Regions from separate parts of the Mus musculus genome. Here all the other regions are linked to region 2. Evidence: chromatin contacts called from public HiChIP or PLAC-seq data. All regions are on one chromosome and are shown on one strand. Each heading gives the region's core, a stretch centred on a gene start, on an enhancer-like site or on the middle of the called end of the contact. The rest is flanking DNA. Distances are from core to core; before and after follow the strand shown. Region 1 overlaps Arhgap21 (Rho GTPase activating protein 21). Region 2 holds the start of Pdss1 (prenyl (solanesyl) diphosphate synthase, subunit 1). Region 3 overlaps Arhgap21 (Rho GTPase activating protein 21).

Region 1 (2,700 bases), core at 97-2,596, 2.0 Mb after region 2:
GTTTTGTTTCTTTTCTTTTCTTTCTTTTGAGTTTTTTACTTCTGAGTTGGTGTAGTTTGGGAGCAAACTTATTTGACCAAATGATTGTTTTAACCCATCTAGCTCATATCCCTTGTCTTATAGAGCTAATGGGAACATACTTTGAGGACCATATCCTGACAGAAAGCAGCGAAGGAAGTGATGTAGCCTGTATAGCCCTATGAGTAACTGGTTTAAAATACTCTTTTGTTAATCCTGTGGAGCAAGACTGCAGAGGAGTGGCAGAATGGAGGAGAGACCAACCTGGAGAAGCCAATGGGAGTCTCATTTAGGAGGAGGCCACGGAGGGAGAAAAGGACTGTGTTTTAGAGATGTCAGACTTGGTAGCTGGGTAGAGAAGGGGCTCAGGAGCTGTTTGTGTTTTGGTAACCCAGGGCTTGAATTGTGCTGTCGTTATGTAGATGAGGAGATTATTGGGGCTGGGAGAGGGAAGATAATGAGCCCTGTTTGGAGCAAGTAGTGCTAGGCATCTAGGTACCCATGCTTAGCAAGGGTTCAGTCATGCAGATTGAAGCTTGGGAGAAAGGGTTGGAGAGGGTTGGAGTCATTCATAGTCATGAGCCTGGACGATGACATCATCTAGGGAGAGCGCAAGAAAGGAGAAAGTGGGTCAAGGAGAGAATTCTAACTTAGATAAGAAGGGAAGCCAGTCTTGGGAATATTAATAAGAACGATTAGGTGTTCTGTTTTAGTCTTGTTAAACTTTTTCATGCTAAAAAGCCCATGCAGGTGTTACCTATTTTACAGATGAGTGAGTTGGAGTTCAAAGGTTAAACTGTCGGCTCCTTGTTGCACTTCTAGCAACAGCCATTGAGGAAGCTGAGCCACTCTTTTCTCACCTCCTTCCTGGCCTCTTGCTAGGCAAGGAGTTACAGACATATTATACAAAATGGAGATGTGCTACACCTAGGGTGAGAGAGATGGGAGGCTTGGAAGGCTGTTAGCCATGCGAGGGGCTGCAGAGAGATTAAGAAGGATGGGGATTCTAACCCCCTTTACACTGAGTAAAGACCAATTCCTGTGTGGGAATTGGTTTGCTGTAGGATGTTGATAGTATGGTTATTTTATTGTACCACTTTCCTAAGCTGTGCTTTTATTGACTAAGTAAATGACAGCTTATAATTCCCCCAAAGAAGAAGATAACAATTGTTAAACAACCAAAGTGATGCTAAATACAGACAAAGGCAGGCTCTGCTGCGTGATGTAACAATATCCTAGTGTTTGGGAGGGTGATGCAGCCTGGCCTCTCCTGACGATGCTCAGACAGGAAAGGGAGGGGAAGAGCCTCTGCGAGCACTTGAGCACTTGACTGCAGAGGGAGCGCTGCTTGCTGAGTCAGAGGATGAAGGCTGCGCTCTAGGCAGACATGGCCCAGTTCAGGCTGCTGGACTGCATGATAAACCACAATTGGAGTTTACTCTGCAATCTCTACTGTGCATGGAATGGCCAGGTTTGTCTGATGGATACATAGTTTTGCTTTTTAATTTAAGACTGCTGTAACTGTAGGGGAAAGAAAATGCTTGATATGAGAACATTGCCTTTTGTTACAATCATCTTTTGTTTCTTTTGAGTTAATTAGTTTTTTTAACATAGCATAGGGTAAATCTGATGATCTGAGTTACTTACTCTGCAAGACTGCAGTTAGCTGAAGTAACACAGTCATTGCTGTTTGTGGAGCATTAGGCTGTCGGGGAGGGGAAGTGGGACTGACTGACTTAATTTAAAACTAATAAATGAGAAGACGGTACAGTTGTAGAAGAAGGCCAGTTCACAGCTTTCCCAAGGAGCTTAAGATTGTGTTAATAAGATAGCACAAAGAGTTTGGAACAAACCGCCTTTGAGCAAGTTTTTTTTTTTTTAAATTTTCAATAAAATATGGTTCTGGATTTCTTCTGTGGCGGAACTGAATGAGGTTCCTTTCTGAGCGTTTCATGTTATGAGCTGGGCTTTTATGAAAACATAGTTTTGTAGTACAGAAAACTTGCTGGGCATATTTTTAAGAATAGCTGTCTGTTCTTAAGTGCTCTCTAAGAAGCGAGCCTTTCTCTGCACAACCCCAGCAGCACTGTTATCAGGCAGAGACCTCTTCAGTAAGTCGTAAATCATGCTGTACAGGCTCAGCCTAATGGCTTGGCTTTTCTAACACAGAAAGTCCAGCCACACCCCAGCCGTGTCTCAGTTCTTGCACAGGCCAGACACAAACTTCCTAGACGGAAAGACTTGATATTAGTTGCAAGCAGGATCTTAGCATCTCAGTTCTTCAGTATGCCCGATTTTTTTTTTTTTTTTTTTTGTCTAGAAAATAGTTTCATAGTTTAGCATGGACCAGAGAAATTGGAGATAGGGAAGGTCATTTAGTGTCTGTTTTTTTCCAGGTTAAGATTGATTCCTCATTGCACTTCCTATTACTCCCCCTAATGGATTTACATTACCATAAAAATATGGGTTTTACATGGCTACTCAAAGACTAAAAGAAGATAGATATTGCAATTATCTTAACATTTAAAATTCATGCTATGAGGAGCCTAGCAAAGCTGAAACCTGAGCTCTGTGTTATGTACACATGCTTTGTAACCACCACTCAGCCTATATATAGTCTTACCGGGGAACTTTCTTGTTTGAGGTCTGAACCCCAGAGGAGTGTTACCTGTGCCATAGATG
Region 2 (2,700 bases), core at 105-2,604:
TCCTTTTTCTCCTTCCTTCCTTCCTTCCTTCCTTCCTTCCTTCCTTCCTTCCTTCCTTTCTATAGAGATAAAACCCCAAACCCTCTAAAGTCTAGCTTGCAGTATCAAAATGGATCCCTACAAAGCCTATCTTCCTCTAAGATTCTTCCTACATGCTCTCTTTCTCTTATTTGTTATTCTTTCTATTTAGAGCAGCTTGCATTTTCTCTCCAAATTCTTTTTTGGATAATCCGTTTTATGCATCTTGTTTAGTACAAGCCACATATTTATAAATGTTACACATCTCCTCCTAGTATAGAGTTTGATAAGTACACTGACATATGAAATGTACCAAATAGTACTAAAATTTAAGAGGTGGGTGATTATTTTTAAAATGAAAGATGAATTACTTATACAATTACTCGGTGGCCGGAAAGGTCTCCAAAACCCAAAGTGAAAAAAACACTAACTTCAAAAGTCAGTCTGCAGATACTGCCAGGTAAAGCACGGCACGGACTGACCCAACTCACACAGAAGCGAGAGTCATTTACAGGGCTAAAAACCAAAAGAAAATGAATTTGTAATCAAACGCAGTAGGAGACAGTTTTAAGAATCCGCAATTACTAATTAGATAATGATTTTACTTCAAAGAAGTCATAGGTCTCTCATGACACCCTTCGGCTCTTCTCCTTCTAGTGTCCTTCCAGCGCCTTTCAGGCGTGCGTTCTCTTGTAAGCACCTGCAGCACTGAAGTCCACCCTGGCTAGCATCACTTTGCGTCGCTACAACACCCTTTCCGAATTTTGAGGCTAACTGGATCCGAAACCCGAAATTGCTAGGAAAGTGAAAGCAGAGGTCCCTTTGGCTCTGGTTGTCCTCTCGACACACCCGGGTAGCCCCGGCTTAACAGGGCTGCGCTCCGCCGCTCCCTCTACCTCAACCCCAATGTCTTCTGGATGCCCGATCAGCAGCTCCGCACTTCTGGCCCCGCGACTAGTCCCACTTCCCGGGTGTCCCACCCAGTGGGGACTGCAGGCCCCGGCGCACGTGCGCATCCTCCCATTCATTGGATCGCCGGCTGTCATTGGCATGGTGACCTCTACGCCGCGGACAGCGCGCGCGTCCCGGCCTCACCTGCGCGCGGGTGTCCGAGGCGGCACGTGTTCCGAGAGGCTCCACACAGCCAGGTCGTTCCCGCCGCGGGCTCCCGACCGCGGTCGGCCTCCAGGAGCAGCCACGCCGCCAGCACGACCAGCGCATAGCCATGGTTCAAGTCTGAAAGTCGCGGCGGGCCGTAGCTCCGCCTCTGCCCCAAGCCCAAACCCGGAGCCGGAAGCTGGGCACCGGAAGCGCGAAGCCGCACCCTGTTCCCCACCCGGTCGCCTGTCCTCTTCAACCCTCCTCGGAGCCACTGGCTCTAGTCGGGAGCCGCGTCCGCTTTTATCCAGAAATGTGCGTCCGAACTGTTGTCCTACGCGGGACAAAGCGTGCAGAAATCTGGTTCCGGTACCTGCTAACCCTGAGGCCATTGTTTTCGCAATGCCAAGCTCCGAGTGGACGTGCCAACTTCCTCTAATTAGTCTACGCTGTGGGTTATTGTGTAACAGAAGCTAAGTTGACCTTATCTCTTAGCTTTTGGACTCTATCCTGAAAGCCTTAGAGATGTATACATGCATAGTTTAGCGGTTTTGTTCATGTCTGGATATGGGAGACCAACCCTTGGATGTAATGAACTACGCAAAATTAATTTTTTTTCGTTATCTTATCTCGCCGTGTAGACCAGATTGGCTTTGTATAGACCAGATTGGGTTCAAATTGACCATCCTGCCTCAGCCTATTGCTGCTGAGATTACCGACCTGCGTCCCCATTTCCAACTCTATTTGCTAATGCATACAGTGCAGCTCAGGATGCTCAAGAAAATGTTTTTATTGTCGTTGTTTCATTTGTTCATTTTGCCTGTCGCATGTCGGATTTATTCCGAAGTTGAAACAGCATTTTTATAACACTTTCATCAAATGATTATACATGCTCGTAATAATCTTACGCCATAATCTTAGGTGGAGGCAATGAGAGGCAAGCGCTGGGGAGACTGAAGAAGTTTACTGCCTTCCCATGTTGATGTTTTTTTTCCCATTCATTCATTAATTCATTTTACATCTCGACCCCCCTCTCCTCCCAGTCTCCCTCCTAGGAAGAAATAAACCAGCTGTAATTTTCTGAATCATAATTTTTTTTCTTGTTTGCAACACACTTAAAGAGGGTTAACCCTAAAGTTGAGCTCATTATTTTCTTATTAGGTTTCTATGTTAAAAATGGAGGTTATACATGTATGAAACTTGTCAAAATAAAACGTTTGCTGTTTAGGGTTTTGACTGAGTGGTTGGGTGTTTTCCTAGCATGCACAACATCCTGGGTTCCATCCCAACACCACAAATTACTTAATGAATGAGTGAATGAAATAATCAAATAGGTAGGCTTTGCCTAGATAAGTGTAGCAATAAATACTTTCATGTTCTTTTGACAATGTTATGACCTGTGGTATATTGTTATTGGTAATCTTCCTTTGCAGGTAGGGCAACAGGAATAACCCACAGGGAGAAGGATAGCAATCCACAATTCTGCTGGGCATTTTTTAATGTAAAAATTATCCAGATTAAAACAAAAGCCCTGGCTCTTAAAAAGAAGTTGTAGTGGGTTGTGGTATAAGCAAAAGAGCACGT
Region 3 (2,700 bases), core at 181-2,680, 2.0 Mb after region 2:
TTTAGATAGTGGAAGGCTTTTGAATTAGTGGTAACTTATTCATCCTCAGAGCCAATCAGTCAAGGCAGAAACGCTTTAAGAAGCTTGGCGACCACAGTCTGCAGCTATAAACCAAGGATTAGATCAAAGAGTCTAGCTCAGAGTCCATGTCTCCCTCTGGACTAGAGATATCAACAGAACAGCATCACTCCAGTTGAAGGTTGCAGCGGTAAAGTTAACAATTCAAAGACAGAAAAAGAAAACCACAGTTTTGTGTTTCCTCAGTAAGTAAAATCACCAAAAGAAGGTCTGGCTCTTCAAACAGACTCGTTAAGCCATTGTTTGACCTGTGGTAAGAGTTAGAAGAGAATAAGACTTCACCAGTAGGACTGTAGATCTATCATAGAATTTCTATGAGGACCTTTGAAGACAAAAGGATGCAAAGTGCTTTTTCAAGAGTGCATTCTGGAATGTGCAACAGAGATGACCTGATAAGTGCATAAGGAGACATACCTATACTTATTATGTAATGAGCACTCTGTCTTGTTATAGCCTCTTGTAAGAGCCTATCTCCCCCTTTCCTCCTGCCTCTCCTTCTCTCCCACCCTGTCATTGATCCCAGAGCCTTCCATGTTCCAGGCAAAAAACCTTAAGCAGTCACCATAGTGATTTACACACAAAAATCTTCAGCCACCATGAGTGTGCATTGCAGTAATTGGTGGCAAGTTTACCTGTGTAAAATGTTTCTCACAATCCTTTAGAACTTTCCCACTATTCTGATCATGCTGGTGTTTCAATGCTCTTTTTTAAAAAAGATTGCTTTTCTTGATTTATGCTCCAGTGGTTCACCCACCCTTACACTGGTATCTCACCTGCTTTACTTTGCTTTCTCTAGTTATTGTATCCAATTTTTAGAGCGATTTGCTACCCTTTCCCTTGGTTTCTTTTAACTTTGAGCTATTGTTCAATCAAATGACCTTGTTATAAAATTTTTTGAGGGAATGGAGTGGCAGCCCTTAGGCCACAGGAATTTAATCTGTTATCCAGCAGCTGCCTTCCTTCCTTCACTAAGAAGTAAATGGGTGCTCTTGGCTGGGAAGTGAGATGTGCTGGGGAGCCTTGTAACTTGAGGGAGGGAGGGATCTGTGAGTGCTGTCTTCTTCACTCAAGGCCCACAGTTGGTCCTTGTTACTAAATCAGAAGATCAAAGGCTCTGTGGGTATGTGCAAGTGAGAGCAGGACTCCTGTATGTTTCTTTTATCCCCTCTTTGTAAACAGGCCAATGAAAATGTAACCTTCCCTTCTTTCCTACAGGGGAAAGGTCAGAGACTAGAAGGGCTTGGATGTCTTCTGGGTGGATGGAAAAATTGAAAGGACTGAGTTATGTGCTCTGAAAAAAAATCAGCTCGTGGAGGACCAAAGTATCTTTTCTTTTGTGTAAAGAGTGGTGAAGAAGCTGTAACAGGACCAGAATCTTAAGAGGATGGAGCCATGATCCAGGAGAGGTTCCTGTGTGATTGAAAACATGAATATATCTGGGAGTATGAGTCTATCAAAAGAATAATCTAGACTTGAATTTAATGTACAATTCGGTTTTTAAGTGTTAAAATTAGAGTCCTAAAGGAAAGTGAAATCTTAAAAGATGCTAGGCAATACCTAAGGCTATACACACAGATTACAAGATAGAAAAGGTGAGAGACACACAGAACTTCCCCTAGCCTTGGAGTTGGGAGACCTTTGGTTTTGAAAGTTTCCTGAGCTATGGGCTTGCTGTGTATCCCAGGATGGCTTCATACTGTCTTCCTGCATCAGCCTCCTCTCCCACCTCGAGTACTGGGATTTTGTTCAGATTATAGCTGTCCACTCTCAGGGATAAATCATTTTAGAGTTGGCCTCCGCATGCTTGTGTGTAACATGAAAAGAGTTCACTTACAGTAAAACTCAGAGGGTCTTTTGTTGGTGAAAATCATTTAACAGGGCAACTAAATACGCTAAGGAGGTGCTCTTTATCATTAGCCATTAGAGATGCAAATTAGCATCACAAGAGCCTATTGCTCATGCACCTGCAGTGCCACACTGACATGACAGTGGGAACAGTGTTTAATGACACTTTCTGTTCCTTTCTCTGAAAATGTCCTGTAATACAGCATCTTCTCCAATTCTATTTTCAGTTTTATTTTTCTTGATATTCTTAAATCACACTGTTTTGACATGCTTATGTGTCAACTGCAGTCAGGAAAGGACATCAAAGCAAATAAGAACTCTGGAAAAAAATGTGGTCAGAGATTAGCAGAAGAAGGAGCCAGATCTTAGATGACCAGCTAAGCCTTTCTCCCCTTGTTTTTAGTGTTTTGAGTGAAAAATTCTGAAGTCACTTGTGGAGACTTTGTATATTAGAAACTGGTAGTTAGTCTTCCTTTCTTGGGCTTGGGTTTTTTAGAGGGCTGGGGAACCTGGAAGTGTAACTAGGAGGTAACTGTGCTAGTTAAACTCTTGAACTGAAGAGCAATGGACAAGACTGAGAATCACAGTTGCCAAACTGCAAAGCTGATAAGCACATTCCCAAACTGGCCATTGGATCTGCACCATCACCCTTACAAATCTGCAAAGGGAGCTGGGGCTGCTGCTCAGTCATTGCCTCGTGTTTCTCTCCCTCTCTTAACCTGGAAAGTGAAATGCCAAGGCAGAGTCTGTAGAATCTTGTATTCTTTTTGTTGTTGT

Evidence for each region. HiChIP or PLAC-seq counts read pairs in DNA pulled down with a chosen protein or histone mark.
Region 1: a contact with region 2 is called in a FOXA1 HiChIP or PLAC-seq map of pancreatic cancer cells. The contact joins the enhancer-like site here to the promoter of Pdss1 in region 2. A contact is called at or near these places in 2 of 39 promoter capture datasets (cranial neural crest and liver) and 4 of 115 datasets of contacts at active chromatin or transcription factors (embryonic stem cells, extraembryonic endoderm stem cells, pancreatic cancer cells and 1 more).
Region 3: an H3K4me3 HiChIP or PLAC-seq map of stem cell-derived neural progenitor cells shows a contact between it and region 2, with 5 times the contacts expected there. The contact joins the enhancer-like site here to the promoter of Pdss1 in region 2. A contact is called at or near these places in 4 of 39 promoter capture datasets (cranial neural crest, hippocampal neurons, liver and 1 more) and 3 of 115 datasets of contacts at active chromatin or transcription factors (embryonic stem cells, extraembryonic endoderm stem cells and stem cell-derived neural progenitor cells).

Annotation. Positions count from the first base shown.
Region 1 is chr2:20,942,072-20,944,771 of GRCm38.p6, reverse strand. The region is part of intron 1 of Arhgap21 (Rho GTPase activating protein 21); the gene reads left to right. Among named protein-coding and RNA genes, the nearest start is that of Arhgap21, 24 kb to the left of the region's middle. Within about 2 kb of position 1,346, at least 128 of the 459 cell types and tissues checked have an H3K27ac peak or open chromatin away from gene starts, as enhancers often do. A contact at or near this core is called in embryonic stem cells, extraembryonic endoderm stem cells, pancreatic cancer cells and 1 more, where this site is marked.
Region 2 is chr2:22,894,176-22,896,875 of GRCm38.p6, reverse strand. Pdss1 (prenyl (solanesyl) diphosphate synthase, subunit 1) reads right to left here and starts at 1,354. Exons shown (of 11, transcript NM_019501.3): 1 at 1,114-1,354. The coding sequence starts at 1,245.
Region 3 is chr2:20,921,066-20,923,765 of GRCm38.p6, reverse strand. The region is part of intron 1 of Arhgap21 (Rho GTPase activating protein 21); the gene reads left to right. Among named protein-coding and RNA genes, the nearest start is that of Arhgap21, 45 kb to the left of the region's middle. Within about 2 kb of position 1,430, at least 28 of the 459 cell types and tissues checked have an H3K27ac peak or open chromatin away from gene starts, as enhancers often do. A contact at or near this core is called in stem cell-derived neural progenitor cells, where this site is marked.